Regions from separate parts of the Mus musculus genome. Here all the other regions are linked to region 1. A link is a contact called in public Hi-C, HiChIP or PLAC-seq and promoter capture Hi-C data. All regions are on one chromosome and are shown on one strand. Each heading gives the region's core, a stretch centred on a gene start, on an enhancer-like site or on the middle of the called end of the contact. The rest is flanking DNA. Distances are from core to core; before and after follow the strand shown. Region 1 holds the start of Lsm6 (LSM6 homolog, U6 small nuclear RNA and mRNA degradation associated). Region 2 holds the start of Anapc10 (anaphase promoting complex subunit 10). Region 3 has its middle 24 kb from the start of Otud4. Region 4 has its middle 26 kb from the start of Gm6360. Region 5 has its middle 62 kb from the start of Gm6360. Region 6 overlaps Ttc29 (tetratricopeptide repeat domain 29).

Region 1 (3,106 bases), core at 210-2,709:
CTTTTCGGTACTGGGAGGGATAACAGTAGCACTTATCAGAAGTATCTGATCCCAACACGGGGAAGCTGGAAGCAATCGTCAAAGTCTTGAAAGGGTTGACCTTCAAAAAAATAAATAAATTTCTAGTGCTGAACACAAAAATGTAACTTTTCTATTTTCCAGTCCCTCAATCCAAAAGTAGAAAATAAGCCAGGGAGTTAAAAACAAAACAAAACTTTCTTTAAAGAAGTTCTATTATCTAGTAGGCCACCCTTCAGTGAGAGAAGAGCTGCTGCAGTCGTTAGGGGTACTCACTTGGGAGGCAGGAAACCTGAGTTCTAATCTCTGCTACTTAATTATCTGTGCAGCTTGCGTAACTCATCACCATTTCACCTGTCACGGCCCCAGGCTCATCTGCAAAATAAGGAAGTTAGGCTAGATGGGTACTGGCTGTCTCTTCCTGTTCCAGCATCTGATTAACATGTGCAGTCAGTCAGTCAGTCTGTCTCTCTGTCTGTCTCTGTCTGTCTGTCTGTCTGTCTGTCTCTCTATCTCTCTCTCTCTCTCTCTCTCTCTCTCTCTCTCTCTCTCACACACACACACACAGTCACAGCCTGCAAGTTCAAACTCCCAATAGTAATTCCAAAGTGAGGCTGTGCTTTGCTACTTTAGAACCACAGTAGGCCCTTTCACGGTTTTGAAGAGCCAAATAAATTACTAACACTTTAAGAAAAACCAGTCTCGCAATGTGCAAGAACCATCTATGCTAGTAATTGAAAATTTGAGGAATAGAAGTTAAGGCATCACGATATCGTTCGGGATGCGAAAATGAAGCAAAAAACTCACACCCAAAGACGTCAGCCTGGGAAACAGCTGAATAATTTATGAGATCCACACAATAAAACAGGGGGCCCAAACGAGATCAATGAATTTTAAAATCACAACTTGTCTCATTTTAATGTAAGTATAAAACTAAATACTGGTGTGTGGTTAAAAAACTTGGTGGTCTTAGCTGAAACAGAAACAGGCCCACACAAGAGAAAGGGAGTTGGTGTGCCGAGGCCGTCAGCAAGGACCATTTCCTCCGCTCGTCTGTATTTACTTTCCGTCGCGCAGGGCTCGCGGGTGGAGGAGGGCGCCGAAGTCGCGCGCCACCGTAACCCTGGGCGCTCACCCCAATCGGCGCGAAGCGCGCGCGCCACGGGAGCGCGCCCGGCACCGCGAGCCCGCGTGGCCCAGACCAGCGAGCATCTCCTGGGACGCAGGCCCGGCTCGAGCCGCTCCCCGCCAGCCCGGACCATCCGCGGCCTACGCCAGCCGCTCCCACCCGGAGTGCCTGCCCGCACCCATTCATTCCTCCCAGGCCGCGGGCTCACCTTGCAGCCGGATCCAGAACGCTCACAGGCCGGGCTTCCGCGGACGCGCGCGCCGAAAACCGAAACCGCCCCCGGCAGCGGCTTTCCCATCTCACCCAATCAGCGTCCTCCTTGCCTATGGCGACCCGCGGGGATCAAAAACAGTCAGAACGCGTTAGTGAGCTGGCTTCCAAGACCGGGTTTGTTTAATGGTACCGTCGGCACCCAGCCAGGGCTTGAAGTAAAGGTCCGATATTCTGATATTCTCTCTTTTGCCAGAAAATAGAATACGAAAGCAAAACAACCAACCAAGAGCTAGAAGTGATCTTGTGTGTGTGTGTTTACAGTAAAGAACCTTAAAATATTAAGAAACGGAAACTTACAGTTAAAACGATGGCTGTTGAGCACCCCGAAATAGCCTTAAATAATTTAAAACAAATACAAGTTAAAAGCCTCAAACCCTCAAACTAACTTCTGCATATAAATTAAATGTATGAAGAGATTGTTTCCATGGGAATGCTGAAACAAAAAAATAATTCAAGCAACTCTGAATTATAACGGCATCAATTAGAAAACGTTACAAATTAGTTTAATTGGAAACTGCATGCAGATACTATTTAAGTAGTGTATGGGAACTTGGTTAGGGATACTTCATGAATTCTTAATGCATGCTTTTTATTTATGGAAGAAAAAAAGTCACAGGAAGACAATTTCTTCTACCCCCACGATCTCTTTATATTTTAACTTATATTTTATATTTATATTTTAAATTTTAATTCTGTTTCTGTTGTTTAACATTCAACAAAGTTATAATACCTTCAAACAACAGCTACATAACCCTGATAAGTGTTACAGGATCTAAGATGCAGAATTGTTTTCTGAAACACAAAGTGGATTCCTCCTTTTCTACGTGCCTTTGATTGATATCCTGGACAGTGATCTACCTGCCTTTGGTTGATACCCCAGACAGTGAACAACTGGGTGGAATTTGGAAAAGAACAGGAACATCCTTCTGTCTGTCTGTAAAATTCCAGTTGATGTCAAGACCAAATAATTACAGACATTGATCAAACAGCATTTTAGGCTCTTGAAATATAAAATTAGGAACACAGGTAAAGTCACATTTAAATCAAAGAAGGAGCACGCTATGCCTTGTCCCTAAAATAAAAACTGCTTTATAGGTCAAATTGGGGGCTGAGGATTTAGCACAGTGGTAGCATATCTAGTGTGCATGAACATCTCTGGCACCACAGCGGTAGTGGCATAGTGGCGCTCACACCTGTAATCCTAGCACCCAGGCATGCGTGCAGGAAAATCAGAAATTCAAGATCATCCTCAGCTACAGAATGAGTTTGAGACCAGCCTGGGCTATTTGAGACCTTGTCTAAAAAAAGAAAAAAGAAAGAAAAATCAAATTGTGCTACATACTACATTTCTTACTGACTGTAATTATGATATGCGTATTATATAGAGAGATGAAATAGGTAGGTAGACATAGATATAAGCATAGCTGCTCTCACGTTAGCACAGAGCTGTGATGCAGTCACCGAGTCTGGCTGGTGAACAGGCGGTGAGAAGAGTTTTGGGGGCCTGGTTCATCTGCAGAATAGTTGCCACTGTCTTCGAGGGCACAAGTCTATAAAGTCACAAGGCAACAATTGGTTGGACCAACAAATGTATAAATCTGTGGTTATCCTGAGAAACCCCTCAGCAGCTTAGAACTGGCCTTTACCAAAACACCAGACAGCTTCCCACATTCCGTGTGTGCACTT
Region 2 (3,106 bases), core at 230-2,729, 890 kb after region 1:
AACATAATTTGTGCAACCTCCCGATTTCCAAGAATTATGGAAATGGAGTTAGTTCCCTTCTTTCCAATAGAAAGACACCTGAAGAGGAATTATTACAGGAAAAACTTTTAGGAATACAAAAAGATCTGAAAACACTTAGAATGTTTTTCTGAAACATATTTTTGTCTTTGTTGTTTCATTTATAGAGGTGAGCTAAGCAGTGCTATGAAAAGATAAAACCTTAAATACATTTTGGTTCAAAAATATTTAAGCTTTTTGATTATAGTGAATACATTATCAACTGACAGACACAGGGTGACTACTTTCAGCATACAGGACCATAGGCTACAATACAAATGTTACTCTAACTCCGTAGTTTGTAGTCCCTTGGAAGAAAGGGCAAAGCAATAAAAGCTTTTTGACAGCTATTCCTTAGTTACCATTTTTACCATCAAAATAGAGAAAATACTTATGTAGCTCTTGAGGTTCAGAAATTCACCTTTGACCATCATTTATTTGCAACACATACTAAATACCTACAATGTATTAAGCCTAGAAAGGATATTTAAAGGCATTTTGAAGACAGCATCCCTGATGTCAAGAAGCCGAAGAGGTAATAAACAAGAGATTAAGTCACTAATGGGAAGAGGACAGGGTGCTACAAAGTGCTTCTCGGAAGTCCTAAAGACAGGCACTCAACTCGGAAACTCACTTGGTCTACTAACCGCAGTCCCAACTGAGAACACGTCGCTCTATGAGAAAGATAGAACGTTTGCCTATCATTTCCATAAAGTCTGGGACTGGACTAGGAGCACTGGACTTCATGGCGGCAAGATGCTATGAGTCAGTCCACAATTATTAAAAAAAAAAAAAAAGGATTACTTCTTACAACCAAATGCCAACATAGCCGTCTGACTGTGAGGGGAAGCTTGGGGGATCTGCTGGGTGCGGAGCGTCCTCCACAGAAGGGTTAGCTTGAGGGTGGGAGCGGGGGTGGGGGGAAGGGGCAGTGGAGGGTGGCGAGCAGAGGCTATGGCATCTGCGACCGTTCTCGTGGCAGCGGGCCGTGTCTGGAATACAGACGCCCTGAGGCCGGGATGGCCGAACGGACGCGCGCGGAACGCTCCGGCGTCCCAGATGTGCAGCTGGAGCCGGTTGCCACGCGCTACGGTCTCCGCTACTGAGGCCTAACTTACAGGCGTTCCGACTGTGTCCCTAAGAGTCTTCCCAAGGTGGCAGCCGGCCGCCTAACACCAAACCTCTCCCGCGAATTCTCGTACCTGGAGACAGCGGGCCCCTTACAGCGGGGCGTGCAGTAGCCAAAGCAGCGCTAGCCGTCAGGTCTTAGCACACAGCGTGTTCTTACCGCCACCGGCAAAGATGGCGGTGCACAGCCGCCGCCTCGCGCAAGGCATGAGGGCATAGTGCGCGTGCGCGACAGAGCGCAGAGTCGGCGCCCTGGAGGGAGTGATGACGTTGGTGACGTCATTGCGCCGCGACGCCAATGAACTGAGGGAGCCTAGAATCGTCGAGCCGCAGTGGGAGTGGCGGGGGCCTGAGAACCGGAATTGTGGCGAATCAGGTGTGTAAGACAGCGGCTCTCCCTCGGTTTAGAGAACTGTGTGCTAGCGGGCGCAGGTAGAGCCCTTCTCCCTAGTCTCGGCGGCGTTAGGCTTGCTGTCTCCTCAGGCTTTGTGGGCCTTGCTAATCCGGTAAGACGGAGGTGGTAGGCAGGATCCCAAGTCTAATTCTCAGCTCCTTCAGTATTACTGTTTAAGGCCAGGAACCCATTTCTTCCCTAGCGTTTTGTCTCATCTACTTGGCTGTTCTTTGAATTTTGTTCCCGTGTCGAGATGGGCCGCCCCTCTCCCCCTACATCTCCAATGGCATGGTATTCATGTTTTAACGGAATGTATGTCTCTGTGATTATGTAAATTATAAATTATTATTGTTTGTGCGGTGGTTATAAGGATAGTTTGGAATCCAAAGGGACGTGTCAAGGTGGTGGTCTATAGTTATGTTAGCCTTGTAGCAGAACTTTATGGAATTTATTATAAGTATAATTTACAATAGTGTAAAGTAGCCATAAAAGTCACCGAAACAATTTAACATGGTTTTCACTCTCCAAGAAGTTTTTTTTTCATACTTTTCATAGATTTACTAGGATTAACAAAAGGTAAGGAGGATGAAGGAAATATGAGTGATTATTTTGCCATTGAAATTTTACTTTATTTTTTTTTTTTGATATATTTCTGTAGACAGAGTATTGATAGCTTATTTCTTTGCCGTCAGTGAAATTAGCCAGTTTAAGCCAGATTAGAGTATATTAAATGCAGGTTTATTGGGAAGCTGATCTTAGATGGGCGAGTTCACTAGCCCCAAGGACGAAGGCCAGGGAAATCTCCATGGGGAAGCGGGGGGGGGGGGGGGGGGTAGGAAAGAGAGAAGGGGTTGAGTGCACGCAGAGAAAGAAGTGGAAAACAGGAAGAGAGACCAAAACGTCTGGTTTATATAGGGAGAAACCTCTGGGGGAAGGGCAGCCCAGCCCTTGGGCTGGAAAGTTCAAGGTTCCAGGCAGGATATCCAGATAGGGACTGAGGGATGCTGGGAGAACCTGGAAGCCAGGTCCTGCTTTGGTATTTAAAATATGCATCTCATTCCCTGGTCCCGGGTCTGAAACCAAACAGGTATCTCTGTGTAGTCCTGGAGCTCACTGTGGTCGACCAGGTTGACCTGGAACTCAGATTCTTGTGCTTCTGCAGCCTTTGCCTCCCTGAGTACTAGGATTACAGATATGTGCCACAACGCTGGGCACTGAAATTCTGTTTTTATATTTTTGCAGAAGGATTGTCATGGCATGGTAGAATGTATATTGCTTGTCTCTCTATAGAATAATTTAAAAATGACCACACCGAACAAGACACCTCCTGGTGCTGATCCTAAGCAGTTGGAGAGGACAGCAACAGTCAGGGAAATTGGGTCTCAGGCTGTTTGGTCACTCTCTTCCTGCAAACCAGGTAAGCAAAACAAAACCCCAGACTATGATAATCATTATTTACAATCAATCTTCTCTTCTCTTCTCTTCTCTTCTCTTCTCTTCTCTTCTCTTCTCTGAGACATGGTTTCT
Region 3 (3,106 bases), core at 387-2,886, 790 kb after region 1:
TAATGTCAAATGTACTGGGCAAAAACTAAGAACCCTGGTTGTATATGTGTGTCCATCTACAAGTGAACTGTGAGCCACATGATAGGAAAATATTGAAAACATAACAGTTCTAGGAGTTTAGATTTTCCCCCCAGTCACCCTCTTCCACATGGCTGATTCTAAACTCAAACTGGACATAGTGGTTTAGCTGATTGGGTCATATGGTTCTTCTCAGAATTGAAGCTTTGGTGTTTGGAAAGGTCTCAGATGTTGGGCTCAAGGGGGACAGATTGGAGAAGTAAGTTTATCAGAAGAGTTTATTAATGCCATGGGTGGGCAGGCAGACAGCTGGCGGGGGCTCTGAGGAGGAACCAGGCCTACCTGGCAGGGGTGGGGTCCCTTTTTATAATACTCCAAAAGGAAAGGTCGAAGCTTCACTGCTGAGACTGCACCTGGGCTTTCAGATTCCCCAACAGCCAACAAGGAGAGGAATGGGGACAAAAGTGAAGGCAGCTACAAACCTACTTCCTCAAACGAGAAGTCCAAGCCCCTGAAGGTCTGATAGCTGGGAATTCACAGAGGGCTCCTAGTCATCAAGATCTGTGACGGGGAGGGCTGCTGAAGGTGTTACAGCCTACGCGGCAGTGTGGTCTGGATTCTAAAGTATTCATTCTTCTTTTCCTCTTTTCCTTCCTTCTTTCTTTGATTTTTTTTCTTTGACAGGAACTCACTATGTAGCCCTGGCTGGCCTGGAACTCACTATGTACTATGTAGACCGAGATAGCCTCAAACCCGAGATCTCCCTGCTTCTCCCTTTTGCCTCCTGAGTGAGACTAAAAACACATCTGGTTCAAAACTTCATCTTTGAATTGTGGACAACTCAATAGTTTCTGCTAACAGCAAGAGGAAAAATAAGAACAAAGGGAGTCTGTTATGTGGTAATAGCTTCAATCCGTTATTTGCTGTGTTTGAAAACCAAAATTTGACTGATGTAAATTGTGTTTTTTACTTGTTATAACATTATGAGACACAACTCCGGAGACACTGGGTAGTCAGCATACCCACACATCTCTTCAAGGCTCTCCAGGAAATTCAAACTACAGCAAATAAGTTATTCACAACCTTAATAATCACTTTAATAAAACTAGTAATAGCCACTCTGTGGCCTTTAATACTGATGCCTGGAGGGCAGAGGCAGGCTGATCTCCATGGGTACAAAGCCTGTGTGGTTTACAGAGAGAGTTCCAGGACAGCCAAGGGGACACAGAGAAATCCTGTCTTACAAAGCAAAAACAAAGCAAAACAAAAACTACTAATAACTTCAGTGAACAGACTTTCGTGGATAATTGTTCAAAGTAGTTTAGAACAAAAGACTGTTGCAATAAACAAAACAACCTTTAAAAGGAACTTTGTTTTCTGATTGCTTCTGAGGCTGCTCCATAGGAGGGATTCATGCCTGGCAAAGCAAACCTGGCTTTGGAGCCTTAAGCAGAGAGGCCTCAGGTACTGGTGGGGAAAGCACTGGTACTGTTTTGCTAAATGGGCCTGGTGTCAAATTGCCCTCTAGGTATTTCTGTTTACATGCATAGATTAGTGCTGCTCTTTGCCCTGGCCGGAGAAGGTTCTGTGTGCAGAGAGCAGCAGTGAGTACAGAGACTCACAACTCATCTAAGTGCTGGGAAGAGCTGACTGCTGGGTGCGTAGGCCTGATGGGACATCTATACTAACCCTCCAGGGCTCAGAGCACATCACGGAAGAGGAGACAAAAGGAATGTAAGAGGTGGAGAGGAGGGAAGTGTGCTCTGAAATGCCCTTTCCTGGCTCTTCTGGACACAGCATGACCATGGTGCTGGTGAACTCACAGCATGCGAGGTTACCTGCACAAGATCCATGACATCACAGATGACGAAGGTGCTCTTTAGGCCCCAACCCTCAGGGAGACTAATTGGCAGTTAATGTTTGCTTTTTTCAGTGGTGTAAACACAGGTAAATTGTCAACCTGACCGTAAATAACCTTTAACCCCTGTTGGTGCAAGCAAGCATAATTAAACTCAGCAGGTCACACAAACATACACACACAGACACATACAGAGACACAGACACACACACACACAAGAGTAAACTTTTATAGTTCAGCAGGAGAGAGAGATGAAAGGCTAATGGGGCTGAATAGAATCAGAAGACATTAGAATGGGGTACTGTGGGAGCCCTTAATTCTAACACTCAGGCAGGGTCAGGTGCCTCTCTGTGAGTTCAAGGCAAGCCTGGTCTACATAGCAAGTTTATGGTCAGCTGGGGACTACACAGTAAGACCCTGTCTCAAAAAAAAAGGAGGAAGAGGGAGAAGGAGGGGAAGGACATATGTATGAAATTGTCAAAGAATAAATTAAAAGAACATTTAAATAAAATAATTTCTTTTTTAGTTTTTAAAGACAGGGAGTCTCAATGTAGCCCTGGCTGTCCTGGAGCTCACTCTGTAGACTACACTGGCCTTGAACTCTGAGATCTGCCTGCCTCTGCCTCTTCAGTGCTGGGATTAAAGGTGTGACTTCCACAGCCAAGCTTTAAATAAAATAAATTTTTACCTTTGTCATAAATGTAATCTCCATTCCAGGTGCAGTAATGCTGACCTGTGTATATTTCCCAAACTAATGGAAAGTAATCTCAATTTGATATAACAACTGAAATGTTAAGGCCAGGCGTAGTAACACAAGCTTATCTGCTGCCTTCTTCATTGTGTGTCTTTGCCCAACCTCCATATCTACTGCCGTTTTTAATGTCCTCAGCAAGCAACGTTTTAGAAAAAAAAATAAGAGAAAGCAACTGGGGAAAATATATTTAGACGAGACTTGGTTGTATCTGTTCTTTATTTTTCTTAGGGGGAAACAAAAAGTGGCTGTGGTTGGTCAGTGGTGTTGTAAGACTAACAAGCCTTAGCTTACCAGGGAACTCCCCACCCCCCACCCCGCCCCGAGTGAACAACGAGGACCAAGAATCGATGCAAAAGCAAGAGGAATTTATTGTTCCAGTGCACTGGGGTCATCCCAGACCCAAAGGAGAAGCGGCAACTCCCCTCCCTCACCAGTGACCCTTTCAAATTTCTATACAGTTTCCCGGGGAGGAATAG
Region 4 (3,106 bases), core at 422-2,921, 720 kb before region 1:
CGTTCTAGAAGTGGCTTGTGGTGAGAAGTCAAAGAATTGGGACATCAGTGACACTAACGATGAAGGGTTGTAGAGCTGCTAGTGGTGACAGAGTGGCATCTTCTGGGTGTATTCCCAGAGGACTTCCATATACAAGATGGCATTTGGAAGAACACAGAAGGTGGCAGATCAGAATTCATACCCAGCAGTGGTTTCCACAGCAAAACCAGATTTTCTAACAGGAAAAACAAAAACAAAACAAACAAACAACTACTCTTTTTTTCCCTGAATAACCATAAAGAAAGTTCTTGTGTTCTTATTATGTAAAGATTACATAACACATATCCACCTAATTGAAGTTTATTTTCATTTTGTTTATGAGCATCTGCTTGGGGAAGACCCTGTGGTGGACTAGGGAATTCAGGCAAGCAGCAGAATGTCTCTGCCCTTGATCTACCGGCTGTGGTGGTGAGCAGTGCACAGGTAGACCAGGGTGCAGTTAGCATGTGAAAAACTTTCCGGAGCCTTAACGGAGGTGCTCAGAGAAGAGTGAAAGAGCTGAGCTGTAAAGCATGCAGCGTGATAAAAATGAGATCGTGCGTGAATAGGACAGCCCCGCTACACACGCTTTACATGGGCAGACTCTCATCTCGTTTTAAAGCAACCCTGCAAAGTTGTTTTATTCCTTTCCTCATTTTCAAGTGAGAAAACTCGGAATTCAACAGAGTTGGCAAAGCTGTGAGACCTAGAGTCAGTGTCCAATCCAGAACAAAGCATTCTCGAGTTGCACAGCCAGGATCGCTGCCCGGCGGGGTTCCTTTGCGTTGCTCCTGAGCCAAATAATAACGGAAGGCATGGGAAAATTGAATGTTTGCTTCTCAAAAACTTGTCATAGTAACTATTACACTACGTGCAGTAGATAATAGGAGTATGGAGATATCACCTTGGTTTGATAATTTTAAGCAGGGAAGTCTGAAGGAAAATAAGGAGCGAGGAAGATCGCTATGGCAGCAGAAAGGCTCTCGGAAACCTGGCGCATCCTCTGTCCTGTGTAGAGCTGTAGTTTTGAACATCTTTGGGTACCCAATTAAGGAAGCAGTGTATTACCAAAAGGGATGCTGAAGTACTATGTTCATCCAAGCTCAACTTATGGGTTTCATATAACCAGCATCATATTCTATATAGGAGCCTGGAGGATTTTTTTTTGTTTGTATGTTTGTTTGTGTTTTGATTTCTTAAGCTTTAGCCAGATGAGCCCCTGAAGGGGTGTGGCTTTCAATGAGAATCTCAGAGTAAGTCACACTTTTCCTGTTGAGTAAATTCTCAGTAAAGCTGCCAAATGAAATTCTAGCCCTAGAGAAAACCATTAAGCTTAAGACACTTCCCGAGGAGAGAAAAAATATTCTTGAGGCAAAGGAATGCTTTATTAGAAATCTCCCATAGTGTTTTACAAAAGATCCTGACATTAACACGTTACCTGGAGGGCTCTGAGCCAGGGCCCATACTCGTTAGTTTTCTATTGATGTTGTTTCTGACTAGGATTCCCTTCTACATTTCCTTGCTTGTTTGCCTTAGAAGCCCTGCATTGATATGCGTGTTTACATCAGACAAATGGGGAAGCTACTCTCCAGCCCAGGGGAAGAAAGAAAGATACAGGGGACAAAGCAGAGTGTTGCTAGGGGAGGGTGCCAGCAGCTGCGGTTCCTTCCCATTGCTTATGCAGTAATGTGTACTAATGAGCTCCTCAAAGTCCCTCCTCCTGAGTGGGCGTTTCCATCTCCTAAGAATCAGATATCTCTATTTTCTTTGGTACTTTTGTAAGGGCCCATGATTCACTGAAGAATGGTACTCTGAGCTCAAATAGTATGAAACACAGTGTTTTACTCTGCACAAGTCCAGCATGCTGTGCTCTCCCACTACCAAGATAGAGAGACACCCAAGTGAGCTTGCAGGCCTGACTTAAAGCACATTAGGGATGTTCCGGGAGGGTGACCTCTATGTTAATCTGTCGGGTCCGCCTCTACTGACATTCCATTACCGGGGTGTGGGGGCTGGGAACCTGCTGAGGAGGTGTGGAAACTGTTGCTGAGGAAGTAACTGAGGAAGTCTGGAAACTGCTGCTGACCCATTGTCCTTGCCTCAGGCCAGGTGGCAGGCAGCTTCTGAGGCCTGGATTTGCCTGGACTTGCCAAGTTCTTGTAGACAGAGATTTAGGCCTAGTCTCCTTAACTGCCGATTTGAAGCCTGTCATGGAATCAGCCCAGCCTTCTCTCTTTAATAATCATATTTGTTAGTTTCAAATTACAGTAAATTGGATGGTGGGTACCTTCTAAACCATTAACCTTCCAAATTCTAAATTCTAAGGCCTAGATATGCTGTTAGCTGACTGTGTTGGGAAGAGTTAGAATGAGAACATTTTCGGATGAGCTCACTGGCTTAAAGTATCCACTTTTCTCAATCACCTTGTACTTCAAGCAGAATCCATGATTTATAATTTTTAAAATTAGGTCAAGAGGGAAAATGAATTTCAGTAACATAGAAGCCAGGGTGAAGTGGAGTGCCTAAGGCAGACATCTGCCTGTGTTAGGCACATGTCTGCGTGGCTTGTTTTAGTGTTTTAAATATGGACTATGTTGAAGTTGTAGCAACTTCATCTTTGGAACACTGCCCCACACACTCCCTCTACTGACACACCGTGTACAAACACTGCTTCTGGGCGTGTGAGATGGAATTTCCCCAGAGGCCCACAAAGCATTTAATGAAGTGTGAAGCACAAACATTTCATTACAACATATTGTGTACTTTTGCCTTTAATAACTACATTCTTCATCCAAGAAGTCTCAATAGCTTTCAAAAATGAATTACAGTGGTATTATTTCCCCCAGAATATAGTTTTTCCGTGACGGCAACGGCACTTTCCTAAACTATTGTATTTATTAGCAACCTGTTGCCCTTCGACACCGGGGCCATTTTCATCGACCCTGATCGAGTGCGTATCACTTAAACTTCCTTTAGAAATTATTAAAATAATTTTGTGTTATTGGATTCTCTTGCCTTAACAGTAGGCAATCAGCTCTGAGAATGATGTACTCGAAGGGAAAATGTGAGCGGGGCCTTTAGTTTAGTG
Region 5 (3,106 bases), core at 267-2,766, 690 kb before region 1:
AAGCCCCTGCTTCTACAGCACCTAGCCGGTTGGATGGGGCAGAGAGTGCCAAATTATTGGGAGAGCACAAGGATTCCCCAAGGCTTTCCCAATACCAACTCTTTTTCTAAGGAGATGGGATTTGGTTCCTAAGTTCTACCACAGAAGATACCAAGATTTAGGGTTTTATCAACAGAAGCGTGGATATTTGTACTTTTTAATACTTGAACACCATCATACGCATAGAAAGTTGGAAAATAAATGTAGTCACTTAGATGAGGGGGTCATAGAATTTTAGAGATGGGTTTTTGAACATTTTAAATAGCATGTTAGTGTGAATGTGTAATCAGGTATTGCCTACCCAGAGGTAGCCAGTGGCTATGAGATGAAGGACAGGCTCAAGGCGTGAAGAAGACAGGGATTAGAGAGCAGCCAAAGGCAATGAACGCAGAATGACTGGGTCACTTGTGATGCCTGTGGGACCATGTCAGAGAAGAAAGCCACCACCAGCATGAAGGTGGGCATGTGGGAGTGTTGGACCAGGTATGCCAGAGATTATGTTCCCACACTCACAACTTCAAGTCCCTAATTCCTGGAAAAGGGGACTGTAAAGGAAGACATGGATCAGCAAGCATTGTAAGTTCCCTGTGTGGGGAAGGATATATAACTCAACAATCAAACAATGTAACTCAACAGTCATTCTTGTCATTTATATTTATCATTCATTCATCAGTGAATTGTTAAGCTCTTACTATGTATGGGACATTATTCTTACAAGAGAATAAAAGAGTTATAAAGTGGTATCTGTCTTTGAGAATCTTTCATTTTAATGTATGAGGTAGATAATAAACCCTCAAACACATATACTCCTACTATTACTATTTTAACCAGTAATAATAATGACTAATACCCATATGACAGTCTTAATTGCACAATAGGTAATATATCCTATTCAAGGTACCATGTCCTAGGTAGCAGGCTATCTGATAAGAAGTAAAGGCCAGCAGATGCTGTATAGATAATAAAGGCCATTGGATGTTATGGAAACATTTTGCCAATGACGATGCTGTATAATTCAAAGTAGCAATACAGTTTTTGGAAGCTGAACTCTTAGATGTAAGTAAGTTACACTATTTATATTGGAACTCAGATATTCTCTCTTTCAAACAGGGATAATAAAGTTAGTTACATAGGTTTGTATAATCATAAAGTCAGATCACATTCCATAATGTGTGATATCTCACATAGTCCCGGCATATAGTAAATGTCAAAATCAAACACTAAGATGTGAAGCTCAGTGATAGCAAAAAAGAAAATTTGCTTGTGGCTGGATGTTTCTAGGAGAAGAAAGAACTTTCTTCAAGGATCTAGTGATCCAGACCGAGGAGGAGTATAAAGGAGACAGAGCCTTCCAAGGGAAGCTACTGCTAAGAAATCGCCATTTCCAATAGAAGAGGCAGAGGCAGTCCAGTCCATTCAGTCCCGCCCCAGGGGAGCGCAGGAGGTCAGACCATTCAGTCCCGCAAGTCCTGGAGCTCAGGGCTGGAAGGTAGAGAGGGGGCCAGACCACATCCAGCTGGTTGATTCTGGGTTCACCTGGCAGTGGACAGCAGGCTCTTTATACAGAGGTAAAGAGGAGGACTTGGCCTTCCTTTGTGTTTGTAAAGCCTCATAATCCTCTCTTGTGCTCTCTGCAGACTCACTCCATCCAGCAGGAACCGAGATGAGATGTCCTACTACTGTAAAATGAAAAAAAAAAAGTGTTCACAATGTGGGTTTTATTTTCTTTTTCCTACAATCATGTTCTAGGTTTATCAACAGTTCAGCTTCATGATGAACAATCCAAACTGGGCCAAGTTGATGTGAAGGCTAGCTCTAAGGGCATGGTTTTGTTGATTATTTGGTGTAGGAGAAAAACATGGGTTTCATAATGGCAGGATAATAAGAATTACCATCATCATCATCATCATTATTGTCAAAAAAGGGACCTTCAGAACCTTGACCTTTTCTCAAAGAGAAAGTAAAAGTTTGTTAATGCAGAACCAGGGCGTATGTGGGAAGGACCGGTAGTGGTCATGGCTGGAAAATAAAGGCAAATGGAGTTTGTGCTAGATTTAGCAAATACTGTCTTCTATCATTTTTAGAAATTCATTTAGCCTGTTAGGTAGCCTCCTGAAAACGGTAACTGGGGATAATTGGGGTCATAATACCAGTAGATTAGACTGTGATATCTTTGTCAGTGCTGACCTCTAACTCATACAGGTCATTTAATCAAGAGAAGATGAGTTAATGGTGTAACTTTATGGAGGTGGGCGGCAGACCTCAATGTAAAATTTATATTATAATGTATATGCAAATTTAACACATCTGATACTCCTAATAAAAAATGTTTAGAGAGAACTACTCTTTCAGTATATTCTTGTTATAGTTTAGTACATGTGAGAAACATACAGGGAAGTCCTGGGGAAATGCAGGGCCCATGTATCGTTATAATTAAGGCCCATTTATCATGATAAGTATCCACATGTTTCATGTGAAATCTTCCATTAAATACCAGAAAGATGATTAATAGTCGGAACCATTAATGTGGCAACTTGGATTCTGTCCTTATTCTGCAAGATACCCAGTGACTACTATGGATCTTTCTAAATGACATGAAACTAGAACTCCCAGTTGTCATCTTGGGTTTTGTATTTTCACTAGGCTTAGTTAAAATGCTTGATCCATTTTAGTTAATCAGACTTTCAGAGATAACATTGTATGGTACCCGTCATGGCTGATGCTTACAAGTTGCATTGCATAGCCTTAAATATAACAAGTACTTAATATAACTGAGTAGGTAGATGCTCAGTAAATATGCGTGTCTGTCAACAGACCACCTCAGTGTAGTCAGCACTCTCCTGTTTTATTAGAAGTCCCTGTGCTTTGACCTATAATCGATGGAGAACCAGGAACCTATAATTGATGGAGAATCAACATTTGATAGCGCTCTAAAGCATGGGCCTGTCAGCAGGGTTACAAGAGGCTCTGAATAGAAAACACACAGAGAGAAGATGGCTACATTTAAAGAAAAAGGGGGGGCTTCAGAGCCACTTATCAGTGCACTTTGAAATTGGGATACAGAGGA
Region 6 (3,106 bases), core at 332-2,831, 590 kb before region 1:
TAAACCTACCAAGACAGGAAAGTGATTAGAACCCGATTTAAGTATCTGAAGTACATTTTTAAGTGCAGAGGGGTACTATAGTGTATGCAATGTATCTTACATGTGTGTGCAAGACACCAATGTTAAGAAATAATCTTTAAAATCTGTGATTAAATCCACTGTTCCCAAGTCTTTCCCCAAACTGCGGTACCTCTTATTCTCGGGTGTGCTTTCTGGTGCTCCCCCCGCCCACACACACACAAGCATGGTGTTCTGGGTGACTGACTTTTTTGCCTGTCCTGGAGTTGGTGCCACAGCCCTCTTCATGGATTCAGTTGTATGTGGTGCCCCTCTTTGTTCCAAATGCTTTTCTTGCATATTGCTGTTTAGTAGGGATTTTAAAATTGTCACTGGGTCTTCAGTGAGGATTGCACCAAATTCCAATGTTATTCTCCAGTGTACTGCAAAACGTGAAGGGGGTTTTCCCATGTGTTTTTAATAGGTACATATTGCCAACAAAAAGTTTCCTCAGTTTCTACGTTTCTTAGACATTATGGGCTTTTAACATTTTAAAATAATTTTCTAATTTTTTCTGAGGTGATCATAAAGTTTGCTAAGATGATAATAAAATTACTAAATTTTCTAAAATTGGACTATATCCCTCAATTCTGGGGTAAAACCTACTTACATGGTGTAGCTTTGATTTGTTCTCTCTCTCTCTCTCTCTCTCTCTCTCTCTCTCTCTGTGTGTGTGTGTGTGTGTGTGTGTGTGTGTGTTTGTATGTATGTGTACATTTTCATCTAAATCATAGGGTTAACCTGTAATCTTTCTTTTCCTGCCCTACAATTTTATAGAAAACATTGGGAGGTTTAAATCAGATAATTATATGCCAAGCGTTGCGATCAGCATCTGTACATGAAAGACTATGGCTGTTGCTGTAATTAGGGCTGTGCGGCTGCTGTGCACAGCTGCATCTGCTTTTGTGCTCCTGCCTCATTCTTGATAAGGTTCGAAGCGACTTCTCTGTCTTTTATATAAGTAGCTGTTTGTTTTGTGAGATGCCCCCCACCTCCTTCTATTTTATTATCTTTCAGTTTACCCTTGATGTGTTCTCTTCTGCTCTGTCTTTGGTCTAATTTCATTGTGTCTGTTTCGTTATTTCTTTCTGTCACCCTGAGTTGGAAGTGCCTTCCTCGCTCGCTCGGAACGGCTGCTCCCTGTTTTCACAACACTCCTGTGGGAAGCTTCCTTCTGACCTGAGGACGCTTGCTTCTCAGGGATGTGATGTTTGGGCATCTTTAAAACCCCAAATATGTCAAGAGTCCATAAAAGGCTTCACTTTGAAGCAATGAATAAATTAGAGATTTGTTTATGCATTTGCAGACGAATGGTTTTTGTGTGTGCTTGCTCTCTGCTGCTTTCATTCAGTGGAAATGAGGGTTTGAGGAGGGAACCTTGGCTCAGATGATACACCGTGCATGATATAAGCTCATGAAATTTCCAGTGTAGCTAGTACAGCCAACTTTTATAAAAACAGTCTTGTACGTTTTAGAAATTAATCCATGTTGTACATTAATTTGCTGAACAGTTGGCAGACATAGCTTTTGGGATCCAGTCACCAGCTTGCTTGAGTCTGTTATTCCCTTCAGCCGGGTATGTGTTAGCCATGTAATTTTTCTTTTACTGTATCTGTAAGTTTCTGAGAGAAAATTCATTTCAATCACTTTGTCTTCATTGTCCTGTTGATTCTCTACATGTTGAAGCCGTTGCATCTGGTGCATTTTTTTCTGCCTGCCGTATTTCTCAGTGATCCATCCATTTATAGACCTCTGAGCCTTCTGCTCTTCTGATTGTTTTTCTGCTTGAATTCTGTTCTGTGTGCTGTTGATCGTGCTGCGAAGGCTGCCTGCTCGCCTCCTGTTAGCATTTTCAGTGTTGTTCAGGAACTAGAAAGAGACAACGCACTCCCTGCCTGCTCTCTATTTTATGTACAATTTTTTTTAAGTTTGAATTCAACATTGTTTTGTATTCTCAAAAATACCTTCTCCTTGTTTTACAACACTCTTGCTAATTACAAAACTTGATTTTAAATATTGTTAGTCCTGACTAGTAATTTTCTAGATATTCATGATAGCTGCCATAAGGTCAACATGCTATTTATGGCAAGTTATCTCTCCCAGACTCTGTCTTGGCAGAGGGTCAGAATGATCAGTGTCTGTGCTTTTCATTATTGCGCTTCTCACCGCTTTCTGGAAGTTTGATCCCTCATGCACGGGGCCTGCGAGGAGCATTCATCTATCTCTCTCTCTCTCTCTCTCTCTCTCTTTCTCTCTCTCCCTCTCTCTCTCTCTCTCTCTCTCTCTCTCTCTCTCTGTGTGTGTGTGTGTGTGTGTGTGTGTGTGATACTCATCTCTTTATAATGATAATCAAAGAAGGTTTACTCCAAATGCCTTATAACTCTGTCCTTAAGTCTGACAAGGGAAAGCACACCCTGAACTTACCTTTCATGTGGAAGAAAGTTAAAGGATGCTAATGAAAACTGTGTCATTGGTGAGGCAGTCACCTTAGAACCACAAAAATCAGTTCTGGAGTTGCCCTTGAGCATTGAGATGTAACCTGTCTTTTTACTCAATTTACCATAGGTTTGGTTTTTTTTTTTTCCATCTAAAAAATACAAAATGACAGTGGTAAAATGAGCCTACGCTCGTAATGAACTTAATTTTTCAAAAGGAAAAGGAAGAAGTAGGTTTAGCAGAGCCCCTGGGAAAGGGGACAGAGAGGCGGCTGAGGGAGCGAGGAGGTTCTGAAGAGGTGAGGTCTTGTTCAGTTTTCACAGCAAATGTCATCACCTCACTGAAGAAATGTCACACTATAAAAAAAATCAAAATGCAAGTTTTTCTATTTATTTTCATACTAAAGAGCATGAATAATGTTTGGCTGTCATTTTTTAAATTATGTACTTTTTCCTTTTGTGTTTTAAGGGTGTCACATTTCTCCTAAGTACTTGTCAACCGAAGAGCCTCATGTACATGTTTCCTGTCATCATTTTAATGCTTTTAAGTAATCCTAAGAAGTGTATGTTTGAGTGTGTGCATGACTGGGAGTGCATGTGCTAGTGTATGTGCG

The links. Promoter capture Hi-C pulls out the DNA fragments that hold promoters and counts their contacts. Hi-C and Micro-C count contacts between places; a contact is called where the count stands out from the background. HiChIP or PLAC-seq counts read pairs in DNA pulled down with a chosen protein or histone mark.
Region 2: a contact with region 1 is called in a promoter capture Hi-C map of pre-B cells, with 4 times the contacts expected there. The contact joins the promoter of Anapc10 here to the promoter of Lsm6 in region 1. A contact is called at or near these places in 4 of 39 promoter capture datasets (cranial neural crest, hippocampal neurons, liver and 1 more), 6 of 484 Hi-C or Micro-C datasets (CD4 T cells, CD8 T cells, effector CD8 T cells and 2 more), 1 of 115 datasets of contacts at active chromatin or transcription factors (bone marrow-derived macrophages) and 2 of 9 other capture datasets (adipose tissue and liver).
Region 3: a contact with region 1 is called in a promoter capture Hi-C map of liver, with 2.7 times the contacts expected there. The contact joins the enhancer-like site here to the promoter of Lsm6 in region 1. A contact is called at or near these places in 10 of 39 promoter capture datasets (the 3T3-L1 cell line, 3T3-L1-derived adipocytes, cranial neural crest and 5 more), 3 of 115 datasets of contacts at active chromatin or transcription factors (the NIH/3T3 cell line, bone marrow-derived macrophages and embryonic stem cells) and 1 of 9 other capture datasets (embryonic stem cells).
Region 4: an H3K4me3 HiChIP or PLAC-seq map of embryonic stem cells shows a contact between it and region 1, with 4 times the contacts expected there. The contact joins the enhancer-like site here to the promoter of Lsm6 in region 1. A contact is called at or near these places in 1 of 39 promoter capture datasets (hippocampal neurons), 4 of 115 datasets of contacts at active chromatin or transcription factors (bone marrow-derived macrophages, craniofacial prominence, embryonic stem cells and 1 more) and 1 of 9 other capture datasets (embryonic stem cells).
Region 5: a contact with region 1 is called in a Hi-C map of embryonic stem cells, with 1.8 times the contacts expected there. The contact joins the enhancer-like site here to the promoter of Lsm6 in region 1. A contact is called at or near these places in 2 of 39 promoter capture datasets (the C10 cell line and pre-B cells), 1 of 484 Hi-C or Micro-C datasets (embryonic stem cells), 2 of 115 datasets of contacts at active chromatin or transcription factors (embryonic stem cells and large pre-B cells) and 3 of 9 other capture datasets (adipose tissue, embryonic stem cells and pancreatic islet).
Region 6: a promoter capture Hi-C map of hippocampal neurons shows a contact between it and region 1, with 4 times the contacts expected there. The contact joins the enhancer-like site here to the promoter of Lsm6 in region 1. A contact is called at or near these places in 9 of 39 promoter capture datasets (the 3T3-L1 cell line, the C10 cell line, cranial neural crest and 4 more), 10 of 115 datasets of contacts at active chromatin or transcription factors (the 230-238 cell line, the NIH/3T3 cell line, acute myeloid leukemia and 7 more) and 2 of 9 other capture datasets (adipose tissue and pancreatic islet).

Annotation. Positions count from the first base shown.
Region 1 is chr8:78,819,693-78,822,798 of GRCm38.p6, forward strand. Lsm6 (LSM6 homolog, U6 small nuclear RNA and mRNA degradation associated) reads right to left here and starts at 1,460. Exons shown (of 5, transcript NM_001191004.1): 1 at 1,356-1,460; 2 at 295-393.
Region 2 is chr8:79,710,284-79,713,389 of GRCm38.p6, forward strand. It overlaps Anapc10 (anaphase promoting complex subunit 10), which reads left to right and starts at 1,480. Exons shown (of 5, transcript NM_001357234.1): 1 at 1,480-1,561; 2 at 2,870-2,996. The coding sequence starts at 2,882. Abce1 (ATP-binding cassette, sub-family E (OABP), member 1) reads right to left here and starts at 1,457. Exons shown (of 18, transcript NM_015751.2): 1 at 1,260-1,457.
Region 3 is chr8:79,614,320-79,617,425 of GRCm38.p6, forward strand. No RefSeq gene overlaps it. Among named protein-coding and RNA genes, the nearest start is that of Otud4, 24 kb to the right of the region's middle. Within about 2 kb of position 1,637, at least 21 of the 459 cell types and tissues checked have an H3K27ac peak or open chromatin away from gene starts, as enhancers often do. A contact at or near this core is called in liver, where this site is marked.
Region 4 is chr8:78,096,615-78,099,720 of GRCm38.p6, forward strand. No RefSeq gene overlaps it. Among named protein-coding and RNA genes, the nearest start is that of Gm6360, 26 kb to the left of the region's middle. Within about 2 kb of position 1,672, at least 34 of the 459 cell types and tissues checked have an H3K27ac peak or open chromatin away from gene starts, as enhancers often do. A contact at or near this core is called in embryonic stem cells, where this site is marked.
Region 5 is chr8:78,133,030-78,136,135 of GRCm38.p6, forward strand. No RefSeq gene overlaps it. Among named protein-coding and RNA genes, the nearest start is that of Gm6360, 62 kb to the left of the region's middle. Within about 2 kb of position 1,517, at least 4 of the 459 cell types and tissues checked have an H3K27ac peak or open chromatin away from gene starts, as enhancers often do. A contact at or near this core is called in embryonic stem cells, where this site is marked.
Region 6 is chr8:78,232,145-78,235,250 of GRCm38.p6, forward strand. All of the region lies in intron 5 of Ttc29 (tetratricopeptide repeat domain 29), which reads left to right. Among named protein-coding and RNA genes, the nearest start is that of Ttc29, 20 kb to the left of the region's middle. Within about 2 kb of position 1,582, at least 7 of the 459 cell types and tissues checked have an H3K27ac peak or open chromatin away from gene starts, as enhancers often do. A contact at or near this core is called in hippocampal neurons, where this site is marked.